Linked DNA regions of Mus musculus: regions 1 and 3 are each linked to region 2. A link is a contact called in public Hi-C and HiChIP or PLAC-seq data. All regions are on one chromosome and are shown on one strand. The core of a region is the stretch at or near the end of the contact, and the rest is flanking DNA. Distances in the headings are between cores, read along the strand shown. Region 1 has its middle 40 kb from the start of Gm31419. Region 2 has its middle 16 kb from the start of Gm26204. Region 3 overlaps Gatb (glutamyl-tRNA(Gln) amidotransferase, subunit B).

The links. HiChIP or PLAC-seq counts read pairs in DNA pulled down with a chosen protein or histone mark. A called contact is a pair of places that touch in the nucleus more often than the background predicts.
Region 1: a Hi-C map of cerebral cortex shows a contact between it and region 2, with 11 times the contacts expected there. The contact joins two enhancer-like sites. A contact is called at or near these places in 1 of 39 promoter capture datasets (stem cell-derived epiblast-like cells), 2 of 15 datasets of contacts at CTCF or cohesin (large pre-B cells and pro-B cells), 5 of 484 Hi-C or Micro-C datasets (the G1E-ER4 cell line, Th1 cells, cerebral cortex and 1 more) and 1 of 9 other capture datasets (embryonic stem cells).
Region 3: a CTCF HiChIP or PLAC-seq map of the NIH/3T3 cell line shows a contact between it and region 2, with 13 read pairs. The contact joins two enhancer-like sites. A contact is called at or near these places in 5 of 39 promoter capture datasets (cranial neural crest, embryonic stem cells, liver and 2 more), 1 of 15 datasets of contacts at CTCF or cohesin (the NIH/3T3 cell line), 3 of 484 Hi-C or Micro-C datasets (cerebral cortex, cortical neurons and nephron progenitors) and 1 of 115 datasets of contacts at active chromatin or transcription factors (oligodendrocyte precursor cells).

The regions. Positions count from the first base shown.
Region 1 is chr3:85,529,697-85,533,216 of GRCm38.p6, forward strand. It overlaps Gm3740. Among named protein-coding and RNA genes, the nearest start is that of Gm31419, 40 kb to the left of the region's middle. Within about 2 kb of position 1,260, at least 18 of the 459 cell types and tissues checked have an H3K27ac peak or open chromatin away from gene starts, as enhancers often do. A contact at or near this core is called in cerebral cortex, where this site is marked.
Region 2 is chr3:85,922,796-85,926,536 of GRCm38.p6, forward strand. No RefSeq gene overlaps it. Among named protein-coding and RNA genes, the nearest start is that of Gm26204, 16 kb to the left of the region's middle. Within about 2 kb of position 1,371, at least 76 of the 459 cell types and tissues checked have an H3K27ac peak or open chromatin away from gene starts, as enhancers often do. A contact at or near this core is called in the NIH/3T3 cell line and cerebral cortex, where this site is marked.
Region 3 is chr3:85,602,526-85,606,035 of GRCm38.p6, forward strand. Gatb (glutamyl-tRNA(Gln) amidotransferase, subunit B) reads left to right here. Exons shown (of 13, transcript NM_144896.4): 4 at 1,856-2,054; 5 at 2,490-2,612. Among named protein-coding and RNA genes, the nearest start is that of Gm46809, 28 kb to the left of the region's middle. Within about 2 kb of position 2,171, at least 12 of the 459 cell types and tissues checked have an H3K27ac peak or open chromatin away from gene starts, as enhancers often do. A contact at or near this core is called in the NIH/3T3 cell line, where this site is marked.

The sequences.
Region 1 (3,520 bases), core at 10-2,509, 390 kb before region 2:
AAGTACCTATTACAGAAACAGGTAACTTGAATAAATCAAGCTAGCATGGGCTAGGTTGGAACAGGGCTTAGCTCAGTGGCAAAGTATATACCTAGCAGCATAGATGTGTCTCTGTATTTGATTCCCAGTACCATGGGGGGAAAAAAAAGAGAGACATAGATCATACTGTAGTAAGAATCCTAAAATCTCAGTAGTCAAAAAAAAAGTTTATTGGCTATGCCATATATTTGCCAGGTTGCCAAAAGAGCTATATGTCAGAGCCATTCAATAAATCAGAACACCACCAGTGACCAAGGGATGGGGGGGAGTCATCATGATGGATGCAACCTTTTTACATTATTAGCCAGAGTTAGTCTCATGGCTTCATCTACCCCCAAAAGGACCAGAAGATACAATTCTCTTTGTGTATCTGAAGTCACAGAGCCAGAAGTATTGATCAAGCTCCAGAAATGACTATGCACTCTCAGGTCAGCTGTTTATTACACTTAGAAGGAAAATTAAGGTCTGCAGAGTAAAGAATTACCCCTTGTGGTCCTATTTACTATTTGTGTTCCATTCTCACATTCTAGGCAGTGATAACCAGAAAATCGGATGACGGTGTTTCTGATTCATACCTGGTGTTTACCTGATGTACTCAGTTCTCTAGGTGGCTTGCCGGAGAGAACCCAAAATTACATAGGTATGTGCTAAAGATGAAAAGGACAGGGTGAGAGTGTGTACAAAGAATATGCTAAACTATTTCAATTTAGTGGGAGAGAGAAAAGGAGGGAGGGAAAGGGGGAGGAGAGAGAGAGAGAGAGAGAGAGAGAGAGAGAGAGAGGCAGAGACAGGACTCTCAGAGGGACAGCAAGTGGATGGAAATGAAACTGGACAAGGGTAATTTTGGCTGCAAGCTGCTAGTTTTCTGGAAGCATGAAAACAGAAGAGTCAGTGTAAAGATTATTGCATCAGGCTGAACATGAATCAGTTACAGCTTGGAGCAGAGTCTGGAGGAAGGAGACATCGGAGATTACGGTGGAGGCATAATTGATGCAGGGAGGCAGTGGTGAGCAGAAGGATGGATGTGTGTGTTGTTCTTGGACCCAAGAGGATTGCAGCACTTCTGTAGGGATGCTTCTCTGTGGCAGCAAGAATCTGCAGTCCAAAAACAGAAAGGCACAGAAATGATATTTCTCTGGCCTTGCAAATGCTGTAGATGTGCTCAGTACAAAACGCAGCAAAGAAAGAAAGAAATTCCAAATGTGGCCAGTGATGTAATGCTGAGTGTCTATCCTCAGGAAGAGGCGTCCAGAACTCCTCGTGCACCTTAAGTAACGATTTCAGAGAATCGGTCTGTGAAGGGATCCCACACTCAATCTGTTGGCAGATTCCATTGGCTCTGCCCTCAACTTACAACCTCAGTAAACTCTATCTCAGCACCACCTGCCACCTTCCTCCGAGCCACCATGATCTCTTGTCAGGTTTTCCTGCAGCAGCCTGTCTTACCGTTGAAAGCCCAACTCCCTAACTCTTATGAAGCTGTGTTAGGTGTTTTGTTTGAAATGGACCATTTCTCTATCTGAAACTCTTCAGGGATTTCCAACTCCTCCCAGAGGATCTCAGGGCCTTCCTTGGTCCTAGAAAGCCCTATAATACACGGACTTCTAAATCTCTATGCACTTGGTTCCTTCCTTTGTTCTCATTTGACTGGGGACACATGAGTATTGCTACTCCCTCTGCCAAGCCTCAGTCTCAGGGTCTTTGCACAGGCTGTCTCCAAGCTTGGGAGTCTCTACATCCAGAAATCTGCACTGGGGCTCTCCCTCCTTCTGATATCTGCCCAAGCATCATTTTATCAGTGAGGTCTTTGGCACCCAGCCTATTCAATGGAAAAGCCCAGCTGCAGCCTTGAAAGATTAGGCCCCTAACTCTTGCCTTAACCAGTTTTGTGTGAAGAGCTTGTTATGTGCAACATTTTTTTCTATCTTGTTTAGTCATAGTGTAAGTGGGCTCCGGGTGATGGGACAGGAGGATTCTTGTGTGATTTGTTCACTGCTGTAATTCTAGCACTGGGAAGAGGAGATGAGCCCAATTAATGAGTGCTGATTTGATAGAATGAAACCCTAACCTTATCAGTGCATCGGCACAGCAGGGAAGGACACTCAAGAGATAAGCACTTCTTCTTTTTTTTTTTTTTTTCTGAGATGCTGTGTGTAAACCTGGGGATCTCCTCCTCCTCCCTGCTTCTGGCTGCCATGGATACAGGTTTCTTCAAGGGGGTCAAGGATGTGACAGATGCTTTACATTAGCTTTTATGTTCCCCATAAAATTAGCAAAAAGCAAACCTTGAATAACAGAGCTGTGATTCTATCTCGCACTTCTGATCTGACACAGACCGTAAGAGCTTGGATCTGGAGGCTAAAGGCTGTTTCCAGAACCTTCAATGGGATTACACCTGTGTAATTCATTTACTCTTACTCATTTTATAGATGTTTACAGGCAGAGAGGGAGAGGAAAAAAATCCACAGAGCCAGCAACAACCAAAGGGGAGGGAGGAAGACAAGTAGTGGTTTTCATTTCTAAATTATAATCATTACATATGGCACAATATCCTGCCAGACAATAATACGTATCAGATAAATGAGAAAGCACGGTTAACATCAAGGTAAACACAACGAGATGGCTTTGTAAAAGAGGAGCATTACTTTGCTTCAGCTTTGGAATATGATTTTCAATATAGCAATTTCAATTCGCATGAAAAGTCAAGAGACTAATGGATTTTCAGCCAAGGGGACTGGTATAGGAAATATGATCAGAGACTGCCCAGGAGGACATTCAAAAGGCCTCTGAACTGCCCTACCCCAGCTACACAAGTACTAGCAACCCATGAGCTTTCATTACGCATGCCCGAGTTTCTAAAGAAACAAAACACAAGAGAAAACAAAGCAGTCATGCAGCTAGATTTAGGGCAGTGACAATCAGCCAGGCCTATTTTTAAAGATGGGCTCTCATTATGTTCCCCAGGTTGGTCCTGGAATTCTGAACTAGAGTAATCTTCCTACTTTAGTCTCCTGAGTGACTTGGGCCATCAGTGCACAGAACTGTACCTGCCTTGAATACTCTAGTATATTCACTCCACGGCTGGGCTGGGGAGGTAGCTCAGTAGTTACAAAAGCTTACCGTGTAAATGTAAGTACTGGAGTTTGGAGCCCAAGAAGCTATTTAAATGCTGGGCAGATATGGCAGCCCACCTGTAATTCTAGTGAAGAAGAGACAAGGATTCCCAGAACAAGCTGGCTAGCTCAGCCAGCCCAGAATGATAATTACGATTCAAGTGAGAGACCCTGCCTTGGTGACTACAGTGAGGGACACCCACAACCAACAAAGACAGCTTTGACAGCATGGCAAGCAAGCACCCATACACATGTGAACATGTTCACACACGCGGACCATACAATACATTTATAAAAGAAAGCATTTACCTGGGGATTTGCTTACAGTTTCAGAGGTTTATTCTGTCACCAGCATGGCAGGGAGCATG
Region 2 (3,741 bases), core at 121-2,620:
CTTCATAAAGTCAATGCTAAGAAAATAAGTGCAAAGACTAAACTAAAGGAAAATATAAGTGACAATTCAATAGCCAATATTTGCATATATACTTCTATTTGTAAGTATTTTAAATAAACTGTGTGTGCTTACTACAGGGAAATTTTAAATCCATAAGAAAGTCAATAATCACATATAATTACGACTAATTAGTGATTTGTTGAAATGCTCTTTCCAAGGCCTTTTGAGTCGGCTTCTCCATCCCTGGCTAACATTAAGGGCGAGCCAGCCTATCAGTCAGCAAACGTGGGCCAATACAGCAAGCATCTCCAGCCTCAGCTAGCTAGGATCTGTCCTCTTCTTCACGTGCAAGACTGGATATCCATCTGTTCCGTTATTTTCCTCAATAATTTTCTCCTAACTATAAAAGTGCTTTTGTTTCTTATTTTATAAAATTATAAAACATAAGAGGAAAATTAGACTTCAACAATAAGTCTACCAATTAGAGATTTTATTATGTGTATGTGCCTCTTAAACACTTTAAGAACACTAGAATCTCAAATCGTTTGGGTATCTGGACTTTGCTTTTGTTATTGTCGTTGTTTGACTGCGGGGGTGGGTATTTGTGGGCACACATATGCCTATTTTTCGGGCATTCATGAAATGGAGGTTTACATGGGAGTGACTTACCTTAACTACCTGACACCTTAGCTTCTGAGCCAGGGTCTTGCTGAACCTAGAGCGAGCTGACCAGCAGACCCCAGGGATCCTCCCGTCTGCCTCTGCAGCTCTAGGGTTACAGCGCCCTGCTTTCCAAATTCAGGTCCTCGTGCTTAGCGGCAAGCACTTTACTAGCTAAGCCACCTCCTCAATTCCCAGGCACACACACACACTTCTTTTTTTCTTTTTTAGATAAAGTCCCATTGTGAGACACAAGCTAGTCTCTAACTTGTAATCCCCCTGCCCTACTTAGCCCCCTGAGTACAGGGGGTTACAAATTTGTCACCATAACGGGCTATTTATTTATTTACAAAATTTATTCTCGTTTATCATTTTCCCTGCCTTTAAAATAATGTCTGGAACACAGTTACATAGCTGCACTGTTTTCTTTTGTATGAACATTTAGCAAGTCATTTTACCAGCCCTTCATCATTAGATATTTCTATTACTTCGAAATTTTTCCCAAGGCAAGACCACTGCGCACTGGAGTAAGGGAACGTGCAATAAGCCTGTAGTAACTGTCGTTTAATAAACCACAGAGCTTAGAACTGAGGGGCGACATGGATGGCAGGGATAAAGAATGTCTTCCCCCTGGTTCCAGGAGGTCGGTTTTTACTGCCCTAGCGAGGATTCCCTGGAACCCGCCTCTCCAGGGTTCCTACTGTCTGCTGAGCTGCACTGCATCCCTGTGGCCATGGGTGGTACTGCAGCACGGAGGCCTCAGCAAAGCTGCTTAGATTCCTTTCCTGACCGATTTTTTAAATCCAATTTAAAACTGTGACCATTTTCCTTCAACTCTCAAATTGGAAATTTACAAGCCCAAACTGATAGTCTGTGTGATATTTCCCTTGTAATAAACACTACTTTAGTGCCTTGAGCATTTAACTAAAACAAACAAAAACCTACCCAGCTGTAGCGCCCGCCCTCTCCCCCACACCGTCCTTTAGTCATATTGAAGGAAGCCCTCAAACAAGTGGAGATTATTCTTCTCTGTGGGACTTTCCACATGCTAGCAAGAACTCCTAAGGCTCGGCATTCTTTGGATTCCAGTGGGTTTGGTTGTCTTCCACATGCTACATGGACTGTAAACAGTCCTGCCCCACAATCCGATCTCCTCCCCTACAGGGCTGGAAAGGTTCCTCACGTTACCCATCCTTTCTCATATCTTGGAGACAGTAAGTCCCAAAGTGACACAGTAGAAATCTAGTGTGCAGAAACCCGGAACAAGGTGGTGTATGATACAATACATTCTCTTCATGCAGTTCCGTTATACTTAGCTCTGTCAGTGTTCCTGAGGCAACTACTAAATGGCCACAGACACTGACATCAAGAAGAAAGAGCAAGGGAGGAGAAGGAAGGTCCGAGAGATAGGCTCTCAACTGTGCACAAAGTACTGCTCCTTTCAAACTCTTCCAGTAGGGTCAAAGTTTGGAGTGTGGATGGTTTTGTTTGCTTGCTTCCTTTTTCAGTACTGCATATGGACCCATGGCCTCAGGAAAGCTAAGAAAGCGGTCTACAACTGATGCTGTACCGCCAGCCCATTGATGAGCTTAAGATGGTGAGCTCAGACACCCACATTCCCAAAAGAGTTTTTGGCTACCCACGTGACTCTAATATACCACCGGCATTGCAAACCTTTGCCTCAGAATATCTACAGTACTGAAGAGAACTCCTGAGGCTCAAGTCATAAAGACATAGTTCTAAGAGTAAGAATTTCTGAGGCAGGGGGAGCACGCCTTGAAGGCAGGACTGGTTGTAGAGATCTGCTAGGCTTGATGTCTACCAACCATTCTTTCTTCTAAAAGCAACTGATGTTCCCATGGAAACTGCTGGCTCCCTACCCAAGTCTGTCACTTGAGGTATGTGAGCTTCCTACCCTGGCTCAGGACAACCCTGGCCACTCCTGTCCTGCACCGTGCATCCAAGATATGACTTTACTTTCATGGAGCTAAACTTGCCCTTGGACTCAGTCATAGCTGAACCTTAAGGCTAACCATCTACCCTCAGCCCTTTCCACTCCTGAGCCAGCCTATCCTCCCTTTTATTGTTTTTTCTAAGTGATTTTTATTCGAGCTTTGTCATTTACAACATAAAAATTTCTGACAAATGTATATGCTTTCTAGCTATGTCCACACACAGGAAGGCATTGATATATCCTGATGTTTGTTTTTGTTCCATGATAAAAATTTCCTTCATCGTTCTAGGCAGAGCTCAAGCTAATGAATCACAAATCCCATATATTTGGAATGCTTCAGCCTTGTTCAATGTATCTATTTTTAGCATGGATCTTATAAACTGTCCACATACATAAAATGGAGATACAATATTTCACAGAGTTTTTGAAGGCAACAGGAAAAACTAACATGAAATCATTTCATGCTAGTTAAGTGTTGGCTTTTCCAAAGGGTATTCCTCATCATTGTCGTCATCATTGTCATGTCATCGTCACCATCCATCATCACCATCATCATCATCTCTCATTTTCTGTCACCAAGTTCCTGGAAAGTTACCTATCGTTAGTTTCAATGGTTACACAAAGACAATGTAATCAAGCAAGAAAGTGGTGAAAACATTATACTCTGGCTTCTTCCAGGATATAATCTTCCCAAGAGTGCTCCAAAGATGAGTCTGAATAATGTCTCCCAAGTTTCTTTGAGAACAAAGAGGCTGTGCGTGACCTTACAGCATGGCTATCTCTGCCGGCAGGTCGCTGCATCTTTGATGTTCATTTCCATAGATGCTTTATTTCAAAGCTTATTAATATCTTATACTTTTCATTTAATTTTAAAACAAAAATCCCACAGGCTGCTTGGGACAGGGGCTGCTTGGGACAGGGTGGCTTTCGACAGTGAGCAGCTTTATCGTGGCTTCCTTCTCTCCAGCCTCTCCGTGAACCACCCTGACAACCCACTGCTGGAAATCCCTTCCTCGCCCGTCCCAGTGGCGATGCAGTCCTACTTCTTGGCTTCTTGGCCTTTCAGCTACTGGGAACCCCCTTCTTCCAGCTCCTGACTCTGGAGTCCCCTCCCTCCAAAACTCTAG
Region 3 (3,510 bases), core at 921-3,420, 320 kb before region 2:
AGTGATGTCAGTGGGAATAAGAGACAAACTCAAATGTTTAATCAGATATTCTAATAGCTGAGTATGATTTATTAAAAAGCAATAGCAATAAACATTGCAATGCATCCTTCTCCTGGAACTGAAGATTGGAAGAGTTGGGGTTTGGTGGTGCGGAAATAAGTGGATATAAATAAAAAGGAGATCAAGTAGGAGCCTGTCACTTCCCCACAGCCCCAACTCCACGAACTCTGTTGTATAAAATTCAAAGAAATGTTTCATTTTTCAGTACTAAGGATGCAGCCTAGGACACTGCACATGCTAGATAACTCTGTCTCACCTGACTCACATACCACACTGGAAATGTTTTCATTGTAGCTTGTTCTTCCTGGACTGGGCAGTTCAGCCTATCCAGAACAGATGATTATGGTATTGCACAGGACATGTTTATGCTACAGTGCATTTGTTGTTTATCTGAAACTCAGATTTAGCAAGGTGCCCTAGTGTTTTGTCCAGCAACCCAGACCAGAATTCAGGTTTATACATGAAGACTTCTATCTGAGCATAGGTAGGAAGTTAGCCTTCCTACAGTTCCCCAAGTGTGTTCCTAGGGCACCCAGTACCAACATTTCCCAGAGCCTTGTTAGGACTATAAATTTTCCAGCCTTACTCCAAGCCTGCATCAGAAACCTTGAGGGTGGTATTAAGCATGCTGTGGTTTGACATGTCCACTTGATTGTCTGAGGTTGTAGAAGTTTTAAAATCCTTTCACTGGCCTACTAGGGAGATACACACACAGACTTGGGCCATTGTGGCTTAGGGATCTCCTGCATCTGTGTGTGGCTTTAGGCAACACCCTTGCCCCCTTCTTGCGTTCACTACATGGCTTGAGGGATTGAATGAGGGCAACAGTATCCAGCAAGTACTGCAGATGCTTTAGCCATTATTTTCTCTTTATCTCCAGTCTTTTCATTGCTCTGTATTCTCAGCATGTGTTGAAAGTAATTCTTCTTTTCCATTTAGAGCAGTGGCTCTCAGCCCTCCTAACGCTGAGATCCTTTAATACAGCTCCTCGTGTTGCAGTGCCCCCCCCCACCACCATGAAATTGTTTTCATTACTACTTCATAACTGTAGTTTTGTTACTGTTATAAATCATAATAAAAATATCTGTGTTTTCCATTAGTCTTAGGCAACCCCTGTGAAAGGGTTATTCATCCTCTAAAGGGGTTGTGACTCTTAGGTTGAGAACCACCGATTTAGAAGGAGGGACAGCATCCTCACAGCAGCTATCAGTTATTTCATGCTCTACGATATCCATTAGCCAAGTGTGCTCATAGCACAGCACTTTCTGGCCTGAGGAACAAGGAAGGACAGTTGGCATGGTTGCCTACCTGTAAGAGCAGAACTCAACAAAGTAAATGCTGTGACAGTTGCTGTAGGCCATGCTGCAAGTAGATGGCTAACTGCTTAGCCAGCATTCCCCAATAAGGGGCTCAGCAGGAGCCTGGTGATGAGATGCAGAGTTTAGGCTAATGAGCTAAATGAAAACAATAAATTCTTCTCTTAGGGGCTTCTGACAGTGAGGTTATTGTTATTCCCCAAAATGGGGCTGCAGCAAGCAAGGTAGGATTTGTGTTGCTAATTGCATCATTATTAGGGGCAAGAGACCTTGGGTGGGTAATGGGGTAATGGGAAAAGCCAGAAGAAGACAGGTTAATTATGCCAGCAGTGTATAAAGTAATTTTTTTTTTGTCTCCTTGTTTCTCCTGTTATTTGGGTCTGTTTTAAGTGAACCTTTATGATGTGAAACTAAAAGTGAAGCGAATCCCAGCTTTCAGTTCTGGTCTAGCAACTAAATCCGTGTTTGTTTGCGAGCAGGCTGGCTACCAGATCACCCAGCAGAGGCTCCCAATTGCTGCCAATGGACACTTGACCTACTGTATCTATCTAGGGAAGAAACCCAGTCAGGTGACCACCAAGACAGTGAGGATCAAGCAGATCCAGTTGGAGCAGGACAGTGGCAAAAGCCTCCATGACGACCTGAGGTCACAGACACTCATTGATTTGAACAGAGCCGGTAGGCTGGGTCTGCCCTGCTTCTTCCAGCCCTCTCTGCTCCGGGGTTGTAGGCATTTCACTTCCCTTCTAGACTTTCTCAAGCCAATTGAGAAAGCAGACACAGGAGCCTGACTGACAGAGATCAAAATATCCATGTGGGTATTGGCAGAGCTGATGGGAGTGCACGGCCTAAACCATGCTCACTGCTAGGGCTGCCAATTATTCAGCCCTAAAATCAGACAGACCTATCTGCCCTGTCACGGCCCACAGCTGGATGTCCTTAAGCAGACATTGAAAGAAATGAACCAAAGTTAAAAATCGACAAGGTTCAGAAGTGGGGGAAGGAGGGGTGGGGCTGCTTAGAGGGTCCTGCCAGGTTTTCCCTCAATTTCCCAACTCCTTAACTGATGAGTCTGTCAAGCCCACGCCAGGCTGACTCACCTCTCTTTGGTAGGAATTGGCCTTCTTGAAGTGGTCCTGGAGCCTGACCTGTGCTGTGGAGAAGAGGCAGCCCTAGCTGTCAGGGAACTGCAGCTGATCCTTCAAGCCCTGGGCACCAGCCAAGCCAACATGGCAGGTAGAAGCTGTGTGGACAGTGTCTCTGCTCCGCATCATCTCCTCTCCTTTCTGGCACTTTCAGCATTTAGCCTATTGCACCCCATTTTTTCTCCTCTTAGAATTCCTCTTGGGCTCCTTTCATTAGTCCCAAACCAAAAATAGACACAAACATTGCATGCACATTGAGCCAGAGAGTGTGAGATAGAAGTCAAGAGATAAGATTTACCTTCTCCCTGCCTGTTCCCTGAGAAGTGTGGCAATCATGAGGTGTGTTCGGTTCAGACCTTTCAGAAAAGGACACTGTTCATGAATACTATTTAATTTTGTGAGTTCTGTACACATAGCCAGTTGCTATTTAAGGAAGATCTCTTTCTCATCTTTTGCAAAATGTTCATCTGTCTTGAAGTATGATCTACCCTGATTTGATGTTTATACATTATACATACATAAGTATGTGGAAATAGTAAGATGTTAAACTGTATCCCATTCATTTGTACAATAAAAACATCTTTAAGCCCAGCACCCAGAACACAAAGGCAGGTGGATCTCTGTGAGTGCAAGGCTAGCCTGGTCTACAGAGAGCATCTGAGGCCAGTGAAGACCAAATAGGGACACCCTACCTCAAGAAACAACAACAGTTACCCAATATATTATTTTAAAACTTGAGTAAAAATTTTTATGTGTGTGCAGGTAAAGCCAGTTTATTGGCTCTGAAATAAAGTTATGATTACATAGGCCTAGAGATACAGCTCAGTAGAGTGCTTACCTGGCATGTGTGAGGCCTAGGTTCAATTCCCAGCACTACAGACAGACAAAGATTATGTCAAACTGCCTTGATCTTAAAGATCAAACAGGGAGACACTTGTTCTCCTGGGTCTGGAGTGTGATGAAATTACATTATGTACATGAGTGAAACT